2 separate regions of the Bombyx mori genome follow, and region 1 is linked to region 2. A link is a contact called in public Hi-C data. All regions are on one chromosome and are shown on one strand. The core of a region is the stretch at or near the end of the contact, and the rest is flanking DNA. Distances in the headings are between cores, read along the strand shown. Region 1 holds the start of LOC101746018 (protein split ends). Region 2 holds the start of LOC101741264.

The links. Hi-C and Micro-C count contacts between places; a contact is called where the count stands out from the background.
Region 1: a Hi-C map of middle silk gland shows a contact between it and region 2, with 2.8 times the contacts expected there. The contact joins the promoter of LOC101746018 here to the promoter of LOC101741264 in region 2. A contact is called at or near these places in 7 of 7 Hi-C or Micro-C datasets (middle silk gland, midgut, posterior silk gland and 2 more).

Annotation. Positions count from the first base shown.
Region 1 is chr3:10,468,714-10,475,553 of ASM3026992v2, forward strand. LOC101746018 (protein split ends) reads left to right here and starts at 3,508. Exons shown (of 8, transcript XM_012695226.4): 1 at 3,508-3,740. It overlaps TRNAY-GUA (transfer RNA tyrosine (anticodon GUA)), which reads right to left and starts at 782; the gene lies at 692-782.
Region 2 is chr3:10,318,386-10,325,229 of ASM3026992v2, forward strand. It overlaps LOC101741264, which reads left to right and starts at 2,886. Exons shown (of 3, transcript XM_004931664.4): 1 at 2,886-3,297. The coding sequence starts at 3,180. It overlaps LOC100302603 (enhancer of split mbeta-2), which reads left to right. Exons shown (of 3, transcript XM_062676340.1): 3 at 297-1,658. The coding sequence ends at 1,349.

The sequences.
Region 1 (6,840 bases), core at 2,258-4,757, 150 kb after region 2:
CAAGAACAAAAGTTTGACAATAAATAAATAGTATGCATGCGTGTGTGTGTCAAATAGATGGTAGTGTGTGTAATGTTTTCTTTATTGATTTAATGTATCTTTTACATCGATCGTAGATCTACGATCGATTATCTTTTATGCATTATTTAAAAAAAATATTAGCATTGTGCTCTTTATCTCTATATTCTCTATAAGTGTGGAAATATTCATACTCCTCCGTCCGCGCAATTTTCGTAAAAAGGGATACAAAGTTTTTGCTTCACGTATTAATAGATAGATTTGAACATTGTTTGTTAAAGTATAGATTTGGTTGTAATAGAAATATCATGTTATTTGTATTAATCGTAACAATACTCTTTAAGCAGATATATATTTTAATTTCTTAATTATACGTTAATCTAGAATCCGAAACTACTGCTAGAAAATCTGGAAAATTTTCATAACAAATATTATATAAGTTTTATAATATAGTTCATATTATAAAATGTAATAGGTATAAAACACATATTATATAATAATATATAAATAAAATTATTGGAAAAAACCGTTTCATTACTGTTCTACTCTGTTATGTTTGTTTTAGTCTACAAAAGGCACCATTAATTAATAAAATGTTTACATTGATTAGTAGATTACTTGTTTTTACGAGTCTTAATTCTTTATTCCAAAACATCAAGATATTAAAAAAAACTCCTTCGAGCCGGATTTGAACCAGCGACCTATGGATTACCACAACTTTGACTCACTACAGTCCACCGCTCTACCAACTGAGCTATCGAAGGCCTACCGCCCAGAAGCGAAATTAAAGACAATACTATAATAAAATTCTATTAACAATCAGTAAAACTATGAGCGTCAATGTTAATAAACCTCATTCGGTGGAATACTTACGTCATTCGATGTTGCAACCTTATATAGCATAATTTATTTAATCAATAATTTTTTTATGAATAATGTAGATAGATGGTTATGTTATCAAAAAATCAATGTATGCGTGATTATTTTGACAAATAACTACCCAATGCTATGAATACTGGCGGATAAGTTCTAAGTTTCCAAACTTACAGCATTATGGGATATATAAAAGCTTAACAAAAATCACTCTCTCATTCCGTCTTTTGTTTTATATTCAAAAGTCAATTTTAAATCTAACCCCATCTAAATATAATTCATCTATTCTCGGCTTTGTTTGCAGAAACGGTCAAAGCTCTTGAACTCTTGAACTATTCGTTCAGAATTAAGCCGTTGAATAAGTTATTGTCAAATATATTAGGGCGCTTAAATATAAAACAAAAAAATCACATTCATATATAATAAAATAAATATTACGTAAACTATGTTTTTTTCTAGTTTTTAGTTTAGTGTAGTTTTTTTTTTATGTCCTTGTAGGCAGACGATCATACGGCCACCAGATAGTGAGTGTTCACCGTCGCCCATGGACGTCAGCAATGCCAAGTTCAGTTCAGTTCATGAAGAGCTAAGCCACTGCCTAAAAAAGCCATTGTTAAACGTAGACTGATACGGGCAATATGACGTATTGTAAGCCCGCATGAGTAGGTACCATCATCTATCCAATTTAGATTTTTCTGCTCTGAAGAGCAGAACCAGTGCTAGATTCGTGATATAGCTGGTAGAAGTACATAGCAGCATACACATAGCTGCGGACCTCACGCAAGTAACCAAAAACAACTTATAATAACCAATAATAAAAGACCCACACCTAATGTCTATTGTCATAGACAATACTGCAATTCTATAGGTACCTACATTAACTAATTACTCTAATTATAGACACTATTGGCTAGAGTATACAAACGGCATTATCACGGGTAGACTCTAGTCTACCACGCTCGCTAACCCATAGACACAGCCACACGTCATTTCGGATCCTCCCGATCCACTAACGGTGCTTTTAGGTACCTCAAGCACCGATCACCGTTCTCGCCGAACGCGTCGCTTACGACGAAGGGCTCGGCGAGTAAATTAACCCACAGACACAGCCCACTGAGCTTCTCGCCGGATCTTCTCAGTGGGTCGCGTTTCCGATCCAGTGGTAGATTCTGCGAAGCACGGCTCTTGCTAGGGTTCGTGTTAGCAACAACGTCAGGTTTGAGCCCCGTGAGCTCACTTACTCGACTGGTTACGCTAATATGGTCTCTGAAGACCATCAGCATATGTAGGAAAAAAAAGACAGCTCATTGAGTTTCTCGCCGGATCTTCTGAGTGGGTCGGAATTCCGATCCAGTCATTGATGTATCAATGGATCCAGTAGTAGATTTAACGAAACACTACTCTTGCTAAGGCATGTAGGTATATGATCCAGTAGTAGATTTAACGAAACACTACTCTTGCTAAAGCATGTATATAAGGCATAAGGAACTTCAGGGTGAAGCTAGAATAGACCTTCGAGACCTTAGAATAGAGCTGCTGTAAGAGAGCTGCAATAAAAAAAATAAAAAAGGTAGGCCAAAACAGGATTTTTTAAGCCATGGGTACCTTAGCCGGCCGAGCGAGACTGCTGTTTTGCAATACGATTAAGCCTTCGAGCTCATACCCACAGTGGGTAACAGCATTCACGATGGCTCTATGGCTCTATGGCTGATCTATGGCTCTTTAAGCCGCCAGCACTTGGAGGGTCGTGAACACATTCATTCATCTATCAACAGCTCCTACCAGATGGGTCGTCGATACAACAACACAAAGCCTATCATTATTTTTTTCGAAGCTCTCTAACTAATTCACGCCTTTTAGCTCACAGCCCACCTGGTGTTAAGTGGATACCGGAATCCATAAACATTTACATTAATTTACAATGCAAATGCCGTCACTTGAGATATAAGTTCTAAGGTGTCAAGTATAGTTACAACGGCTGCCGCACCCTTCAAACCGAAACGCATTACTGCTTCACGGCAGAAATAGGCAGGGTGGTACCTACACGTGCGGACTCAGAAGAGGTCCTACCACTAGTAAAAATTGCCTACATTATTGACTCTTTAATTATGTTACCCCAGACTAACTTAGATCTTAGAAAAGGCGTTTACACGTTCATTATCTACTAGAATAAGAGGAGATCAAGTATTAGCCGTGACTTTAGTCAGAATAATAATTGTGAGTCGCTCCATTATTAAACCCTAATAAATCCGAGCTCGAAGCAAATTGCGATCGCTTAGCGGCTCGATTACAACACGACAAACAATTTCCTGGCGAACACTTTCATCAGACTATAGCAATTGACATCACCAGAATACAGCCTCCGTAGCTTCTATTGTCAAACACATATTTAATTACGACCGTGTGCAGTGCGGCACGCGCTATCGTGTCTGCTTCAAGATCACAAGCGTCTTAAAGTGTTTACCTGAAACGAACCGTAAAGAATTGAGAATAAGTCTCGCTATTGAGCGATCAAACTAGTTCAGTTCAAACGTTTATTATAACGGCACAGGGGTGAATTTCAGCCGATTCCGTACTTTAATACGCCTGCGCAAGAACACAAGACAAGTAAGCTTCAGTCAAAGTGAGGCGGCGCGCCGGCTAGCGCGCTCGCCCGCCGACTGTTCGCGAATCCCGCCAGACACTATGTTATAGAGCATACATCAATAAAACTAACTCCCAATGTGCGTCCCGCTGTAAGGATCTTATCCGTATCCCGCCAACTGAGCGAGAGACAACACACAACCGTCTTTCTAGTCTTCCTAAAGAAAAACGTGGTCAACGTGTGACGATACCGTTGTTTTGATTAGGTAAGTTGCAATTGCCGGTTTAAGGTCGAATGTCGCCCTTGGACAATGCCGGTCTGAATATACGTGTCGCAAATTGAATGCGTGCATGCAACAAAATCATTCAGAAAATTGCCTACTCAAATGCTACCTGAGTTCAGTCATCATTATTGACCATCAAGTTTGCCCATTTGACGTAAGGACGCGCACTATGATCGAAATTCGACCACAATTAATTGACACCTCAAGACCTAAGTAGATTCATTTTATGTACCACTTTCTCCTTTGTTCTGGTTTTGAAAAAATAGAATACTCGCGATTTGAAGAATTATTTACGTTGGTAACACTATGAAAAAAAAACGGTTGGCAAGAAACAAGAATTGGTACTTAGGTATTTCGTCTCCGCCTTTTTAAATATAAATAAAATCGAGATTCGCCACGCATTACTTTGCTGGAGTTCGACATAACCCGCTCTATTATGCCTCTCGACCGGATGTCCATAAATGGATTTTCCCTAGCGTTAGAAAAAAAGGATATCTCGGCACTTTTGTAAATTTAATTTATCAACACGAGTTACGTAACTGTTGTAATAAAGATATCTGCAAAACAAATATTGTGCTATGAAGGATTTCGAACGTAAATTTAAATCTGTCTTTAAATATCTTTGAAGCAAAGGAGTTTTCCAATTAATAAATACGACAACCATAATAATTTTATAGTTACAAAAACATTTTGAAATCGGAATGCTTATTAAATCATAAAGTTATTTAATAAATCCATACAACTTGTTTCTCGTGATCGTAATCAGAAAAGGCAGTAGACAGGTATATGTAATATCTGGATCATGTAACTTTCTCTGACCTCGTGGCCTAAGGAAATGGGATTGTACGATCATTGTGTTTTTTTTATATATTAATACAGAAAAGAAACTACCTTATATAGCAGCGTACTAATGTAACCGTTTCCGAGTTATGTAATATTCTTATTAAAATAATAAGAATATTTTTTTTTTTTTAACTTTTTATATTTTATACGAAACAATCAGTACACTTCATATTCAATACAGAAGTCGTATATTAAACAGGTTAATTCGAAATAAAAATACAGTCATGCTGAGTCATTATACCTACCCGCAGCCCGTTATTTCACAAGGTATTCTTTTCCAAGAAGCGTAGTTGGACGTGCAGGGTAAGTCATACACTGCCCACTTAACTAACGACTTGCCATCTGTGATAATTTGAATACGTATTCAAGTATAACATAAATGATTTTACCTTGACGTCGTAAATGAAAAGTTTTATCTGAACATCTAAATTACAACACAGACTTGTCTGTAATATAATACAATATTAGCATTTTTTTCAGTTTTCGCGATACACTAAATTAAAACTACGTTTTGTCGATTTATTTTATTGTCGGTCGTAATCCGGTTTAACCCGGTATAAAACACGGTTTCACTCTAACGTGAAAAGAAAATTTCCCCAAAACCCTCATATAACACGGTCCTTCTACAACACGATATTTGTTTAAAATTATTTAGAAATTTTACTGTTTATTTTTTATTTATAATAGATAAAAAATACATACGGGCATAGTTGAGATGTTTTATTCAGAAAAATTACTCTCCTTTTTGTACTGGCTTCTATTCTCTTATAACACAGTTGTTTTGAGATTTTGTGAGAACGTATTTACCGTGTAACAGGACCTTTACTACATACATTGTTGTGGTTCACGGACGAGAGTGGTCCTGGGCCAAGGAAGGTCAAGTAGGTACCTGGGAGACCCTGGGTGCATCGATGACATTCCGCCGAACTCACAAACACGAACTCGGCAAAGAGATCGACGTGCAACCTAACCTAAACCTCAGCCCGCTGAGCTTCTCGCCGGATCTTCTCAGTGGTACGCGAGTCCGATACTAGATTCATTCGTGAAGCAATTGCTCTTGAGTTGTTAGATCTCCTTTGGAGGTACTCGGGTAGCTCTTAGCAAATCCCACCCCTCCTGGCTGAGCCCTTGCTCACCCAGCTGTCCTGGTGAAACTGGAAAGGCCTCCGGGCCACCAGTAATCCCTCAAACATAAAAAAGGACGATTGTCGTATAGGAAAGCTTCGATTTTTTTTTATTGCTTAAGGTGGGTGGACGAGCTCACAGCCGACCTGGTGTTAAGTGGTTACTTGGGCCCATAGTCATCTACAACGCCACCCACCTTGAGATATAAGTTCTAAGATGTCAGTATAGTTACAACGGCTGCCCCACCCTTCAAACCGAAACGCATTACTGCATTACTGCTTCACTGCTTCGGTGGAGTACCTACCCGCGCGGACTCACTAGAGGTCCTACCACCTGTAAAATAATGACATTTAAAAAACGCGAGATTAAGGCGTAAAAGTAATTTTAATTATGGAATACAATAGTATTATTGTAAGTGGTGCGTAAACATAATGTATTTAAGCTGCTTATTCCATTTAAGTATCTCGAAAGGTCGCCGATTTTGGGTACAACATGATTAATGTACCGACCGACAGCCGCTGTGTTTTGCTGCTCTGTTCCTTTTGTCTTTGATCGTGAAGCCGTGAATGATTTGTCTGTTTCCATCGTGTTAAGGTACCGGATTAAAATATTAAAGAATTATTATTATATTTGTATTTTTTGACGAATAATAGCGTGAGTGGCGTAGAATTTTGGCTACACACACACAACAATAACCTGCTCTTTTTTTTTATGTTTGAAGTATTACTGGTGGCCCGAAGGTCTTTCCACTTTCACCAGGACAGGCGGGCGAGCAAAGGCCAGCCAAGAGGGGTGGGATTTGCTAACAGCTGCCCGAGCGCCTGCGAAGAAGACCTAACAACTCAAGAGTAGCTGCTTTGCGAATGAATCTACTACTGAATCGGAATCGCGACCTGCTGAGAAGATCCGGCGAGAAACTCAGCGAGCTGATGCATGGGTTAGATTGCACGTCGAACTCTTTGCCGAGTTTGACGAGTACGAGTACGGGATCCCTAAGCCTGCTCCTAGTGTTAGAGCTGAAGGTATCTAATGCAGGAGTTATAGGATCTGATGGATCCGTAAGGACGTGAACCTGCTCATTTGAAAGTGTCGTCTGAACCGAGACATTGAGACA
Region 2 (6,844 bases), core at 1,636-4,135:
TACTTAATTGCTCGTATAAAGCAATTCATCTTCTCGCCAGTCATCAATACTCGATCCATCATCCATTCACACGCCGTTTATTTTTATCGTTCGACCGGTCGTCCTTCTGTTTATTACACGGGCGCTCACCCCCCGCGAAACTGGAATAAATATACAAGTTCCACTCGCAAACAGGAGTCGACGATTACAGTTAAGTTAATGGTACGCTGCGCCTTCTCGAAGCGTGAGAACACCGGTGAGCGGTCAACACCTGCTTTTATAATTTACGCATATTTTTTTCTTCTTTTCATCCGCAGATCGATGACGACAACCTAAGCAAGCTGGAGAAGGCCGACATCCTTGAACTAACCGTTAACCACCTCACAAAGTTGCACAGCCCGAAGGATCCGGTTTTGGAAGCAAAGAAGTTTCAGGCGGGCTTCGGACAGTGTGCGGCCGAAGCATGTCGCTTCATAATGTCCGTACCGGATTTGGACGCGAACGTTAGCCAGAACTTGATCAGCCATTTGTCGAGATTAATCACGGCGCAACCCCTCACCATTCAAGTACCGGAACGAGCTACTTTCTCTCCACCTACCTCACCGGTGTCCGTTGTCTCTGACCGACATCACTACTATAGCGATCACGAGAGATCATCATCGGACGCTGAGGATTCTGTTTACTCTGTCGACGGCCCCAAGCAATGGGCTTACGGCGGACAAAGCAGGGCACACAAATCTGAAAACGGGCTGCTCACGACAGTTGACAAACTCGTCGTCTCACACCACGTTGTCTCCGAACAAATGAACGGTTCGGTACACGGGCAAAAAAACACATATTTCAACAGAGTTCCGGCCGAGGCGAAGGATATTATCCTACAAAAAATACGACAGCACATAATGGACAAGCGCGGCAGTGACTACAGCGACACTAGTAGCAATGCCGACTTATCGGAACAGAAGTATATACACAGGGACGACGTGTACAGAGGCGACTACACGTGCCAATACTCGCCCGCGAACGGGCTCATTAGTAATGAAACTTTGGATCTCAGAAAAGTTAGGTCGCCGAAAAACGAGGCGGGCTCACCAAAGAAGCCGATAACACGTCAAGCGGCCGGTCAGCCGGAAACAATTCCGCCACCGGAGAGCAAAGTTGAAGTGACACTCGATCTTCCGGAACGATGCGAATTGCCGATGGATTACAGCAATTTGCCGCCTAAAAAGAAAAGGAAATTAATCGAGTACCAAGAGTACAAAAAGCAAGAAGCGGCAAGGCGGCGTCTTGAAGGTTTTTGTGGTGAGAAAAAAGAGCGTGAAGGCGATGGACCACCGGCCGACGAAGAAGGCAACAAATGGCGCCCTTGGTGATATGTTTTTACCGGCGCGTCACTCTTTCATTGTGATATTGTAGTCTCTTCCATGACAAAGCTTTAATTCGTTTTAATAAATGTTAATGCCTTAATTATATAGGTTTGTATAGGTTATAATCGATTCTAGGTTATTTAAACTAGTAATGTATGTGCCTTTTTAAAGCACTTGAAAATTTATTTATGTGCCATTTATTGTGTTTGATCTCGCTGTCTTCCTATTAACGTTTTGTTGTCTTCCATTATTTTGGTATGACTTACGTTTGTTATTGAAAAACATTTTGTTAATAAACGATATCTTTCAATGTGATTATGAATATTATTAATAGTTTTAAGCTAAATTAAGCTAATTGTGGTAAAATATGGACACAAATAAAACATTAAAAATATCTTGAAAGTAAAGTTGAATAATTAATTTAGTGTTGGTAAAGAATAGTTAATAAGAACTACATATCCCATACTTAAAAAAAGCTTTTAAAATTCGTCTAAAACCAGTGGTAGTAAGTTTGAGTAAATCTAGAATTTATTCTTCAAAATTCTAATAAATCTTTCGAAGTTTTTTTAACAATGGTAATAGATAATCGGTTTAATATATAAGAATGCAACTGATTCTTCTAAAGAAACCAAAAATAAACTTGTTTACGGTGTAAGTATTTATTGCACATCGGATCAAAATGAGTTTGATGACATTACATACACAGTTTACATTTTTTCACTTTAGCAATATAGTGAGTAAAAGCTACGTCAAAGCATTCTTAAGGCGTGTTTTTAATAAATACGAATGACGTTAATATTGTCGGAATTATTCCATTGGCTCGTAAATCTTAAATCGAGTTCATGATAGGAGTCTCACATATCTACGACAAACAAAGGTCTTCGAGATAGATATCCTAGGTGGCATTGTGGTTTCCTTCAATAATTATTTAATGCTTTTCAATAACATTTCAAACGTCCAGGTATGATTGTCATGAAATTACGAAAAATACTAGTATAATCTATACTTTTTAAAATTTGAATTTCTTTTGGATGTTTTATGTCACAGTGAAAACTCGTACCGCCATCTATGGATAAAAATATTCTTAGCAAGGCGACTTTTTGGTTTGCAAAGTCAATTATTATTGATGAACTTAATCTGACCTAATCTTTAACTGATTACTTATTTCACGTATAGATGGCAGCATAGACAGGTACAGTTGGAAATGTTATGGCGCCATCTAGTGCAATTGTGTAGAACCTTATTCATGTCAAACTGTTTAACACTATTCCATTACAGATGTCTCTTCGATAGAAACATTAGTTTACAAACCATTAATTTCCATAAAAAAATTATGCAAAAAGTCATAAAATGTATAATCGTAATAAATGTCATTTTATCTGTGACGCAGAGGAAAGAATAAGTATGAAACGTTTTTCTATTATCTCACATTTTTTAAATAGGTATTAGACTACAAGTAATTTAATTTTACTGATTTGATTTTGTACTACTCGACAATAGATGTCGCATTCCAACATGCTTCTACGATTGTGTTTGGTAAACAAGATAAAGGAGGGATGTCATTTACGACAATTCAACTTGGCTCAGTCGCTCATTCATTGATGTGCCGGCCGGTCGGTTAGTCACTCAAATGGATCAGTTTAGTGATCGACAATAACACGCGCGATATTACGAACTATTTCGAGTTAAAATATAACGACTATGACAGTTGGCTATGTTGTTTTGACAAGCGGTGCAGTTTTAGAGCACAAAGATTTATACAGTATAGTATTTTATTTTGAATTGTGATGCTGATAAATTGTTGTGTAGTGCTTAAAAGTGCAATGGTGTGGTGAAATGCTTGTGGGGGAGCAGTCGCCGGCACCGCGGGTGGTGGCCGGATTAAGAAAACTCCGCCCTGAATTGACTCCAGGACCAATACCAACTCTAATAGACCCTAATATAAGGATATCAGGTAATCTTCTTCTTCTTGTTTTAGATCAACAAATGAGATGGCAATGTTTACATTAGGTCGTTGAACTCAGAAAGAGCAAAGAAAGCTATTTCTTTTTTATTTCAAATATCCAGTAAAAGCGACTAAATGAGACTTATTAAAAGTCTTGCTTAATTCCTGAACTTTACTCAGTAATTCTATTAACTAAAATTTGTGGAATTGTTCTAACAACTGCAAGGATATCGAAGTAGGTATTATGAGTACTATCTACAAAATAAATCTGAACTTCCAAATCGATGAACCATACGGGAAAGTGTAGCCCTTAACCCCAAGTAGCTACATTAAATAGCCACTGTAGCTAGGTACCTAGTAGAATTAGTTTTTAATAGCAAAATATAGTAAAATGTATGGTAAAAGGTAATTAATATATATTTTATATAGGGATAATGGGACAATGTATAAATTTAGTAAGTAGTTCGAGTGAACGGTGGACTTTGCCTTGGCTTACTGTTGTATTCTGATAATAAACCGAGCAGAAAATTATCATGCAAAGTCCTCAGACGCTAAATATAAATTATATACGTCAATTTACACGTCATTAATATCGAAACTGAATTCGATATCCTAACGAACTACTAAGCACAGATTAATAGGTAAATAACTAATTCATTTAATCTGGTTATAAGTGATAGAAGTACTAGCAAGTGCCAGTATACCTATATCACAGTTGATAGATTTTGGCGGGAACGCGAGGAAGAGTGAAGTTGTGTGTTTTGTTTTATTTTATCTATTTAGTGTTTCTTCAGATTTAAAAATAACGACTGTGTGTAATAACGGTGGTTTATTAACTGTTTAGTATCTGTGAAAGTGCACAAATGTGGGAAAATTAAACAAAGCCGCTAGACGTAACTTCTCGGGATCCTCCAAAAAGTCTACTGAAAAAATCTCAATAAATGACCACCATTTTACTGAGATTGTATTTCATCCCATATTATGTCATCTCATTTCATTTAATTTTATTCCAGTTGATTAATGTCTCAAATTAGTATCTTTATTTCATTTCACTCCATATTATCATTTTTCATAAAAATAAGAATATAAATTAAAATAAGACATGACCTAAAGGTCTTAGATACCAGGTCATAAAATCCCTTTAATAAAAATCGCAGTTGATACTCGAAATTTATGACGCGATACTTAATTTTAGGCACTCTTAATGTTTTGATTATAAGACCTGATATTTCATGGTAACTCCAATTTTATAACAACAGTAATGACATCTATAATCACTCGTCCTCTAACCAAATTGAAGTATAATTTATTTCACACTAGTTACACTTAAAATAGGTACCCAAAGTATGCTAGTATTTTTTTTTTGTAAAATATACAAGTATTTAACTAAAGTAAATTTATCTACTCTTAAAAATAAATACCTTGCGAAATATTATTAACGCATTGCAACACAGGTCGTGATTGTAACGGCTAGTTTTTTTTTTTTAAGAATTGCACATAATCGGTAAGTTAATACGAATATACGAAGTAGGATATTTTCAAAGAATAATAGAGAATGAGTAAATTCACTAGATAAAACGGAACTAACAGAAAATACTTTGGGAGAATACATTAAGTTTGTATAATCTGTCACATCGAGCAGATACGATGAAATTTATCGATTTATTTAGATATATTGCATCTGTGGTATTTTGATGTAACTGAGTTTTTCGGACAAAAACTGCGGATTGTATAATAGCTGATAGTAATTTTCATCTAGTAGACACCGTACTAACAGACGAGGCGGTCTTCATAGAAATACAGTTAAAACACGTATACCCTAACCTACCTTTGCGTTTTACTAGAGAAAAAAAAATAGAACTAGCGCAGTTTTTGAATTTGTATTTCCCGGAATTTAAATGTTTACGCACTAAAAAAATGCTCACTGCATTTAATCTTCGATTTTAATCGTTTTGAACAACGTGAAAGTGCCTAAATTACTGGATCATACTCGGCATTCAACTCGTGTTTCCCATTGATAACTATCACGCGACCTTGTAAACTTGACAATGCAATGCGTTGTGAAGTTTAATGAACTTAAGTTGACAAAATGGAATTTCTAATTTTCAAGCCTGTTTGTTTTTTATAGATTTCTCGAACTATGTAAAAATATCTAAATCGTAGGCAAAATTTTTAGGCATCGGATTGGGTCTGGCACTGGTATTGCTGACATCCATGAGCGTCGGTAACTACTCACCATTAGATAGACCGTACTACTTACGATCTGATGGGCTAATTGCAATAAAAAAGCGTAAATAATGACCGAACGGTACAAGCTTCACTTAAAAAAAACTGAGTTAGTGAAACATCTGAATTGTAAATTCAATTTGATCATTGATTTATGTTGGACTTTTCTCAGTGGGTCGCGTTTCCGATCCGGTGGTATATTCTGCGAAGCACTACTCTTGCTAGGGCCAGTGCTAGCAAGACTCCGGTTTGAGCCCCGTGAGCTCACTTACACGTTAGGGCGAAGCTGAAATAGCCTCTCAAGGCTATCAGCATAGATAGGAGAAAAAATGAAAAAAAAGTTAGACTTTTTTCAATCATACCGTATTGTATTTAACTTAAAGGACAATTTTATCATATCACCATACACTGCGCTACAGGTTAGATTAATCTCTATCGCTTTGGTATCACAACTATTCAACTAGCTTGATTGGATTTGTGGGTGATACTTACGCACGTCACATAAGAACAGACAGAACGGACCATATCACATGATAATCATTTCAAACGGGTATTATTTCAAGCACGTAATATATCGATGATTCCGAAAATATTCCGTTGACACCGAAGAAATTCGCTTTGTTCATTCATCTCATTGTTGAATATATTCTGATTAATACCATCTCCGTACAGTAATGAGATGTATGCGCGTTTAAATCCATCTTTGAATTAATTCAAAAGTAGGGCTCCTTCTGTGAGTCCAAACGAGTAGGTCTGTACCACTGCCCTATATATTTCTGCCGTGAAGCAGTATTGTGTGGTGAAACAATAATGATTTGAAATATGGAAAAGCCGTTATACTATAGAACTGATTCTTAGAACGTGCATTTCCTGTCTTTAGACTAATTAACAAAACAAACCAACACTGATTTGCATTATTTTCATTATACACATAACAATGTACTGTAAAAACTTTCCGATCGAAATTAGTGTTTTTGTTAATTCGGGATTCGGATCCTTTATATTTATTTATTGCACAACCGAAAAAAAAGAAAAGAAACTTGTATTTGTCACGTATAAATGTTTCCGGTACTAAAAACACCGGCAGAAATCCAAGATGGGGGCCATTGATATTAATTGTTTTGTCGTTTTTGTTTGGCCGTAATTCTCTTACGCATATGCTTAGGACACGGAAAACAACACGGGATATTATGTAGGTAAACTGCCACTGAATTATTTATTATAGACGGATTTTTAAGAGTTAATTAAAACATAAGTAATGGACAAATTTATCAATAGTCTCCAAGAGACGACTTGTGGGGATGTATACACGAACGCGTGGGCAGACAAC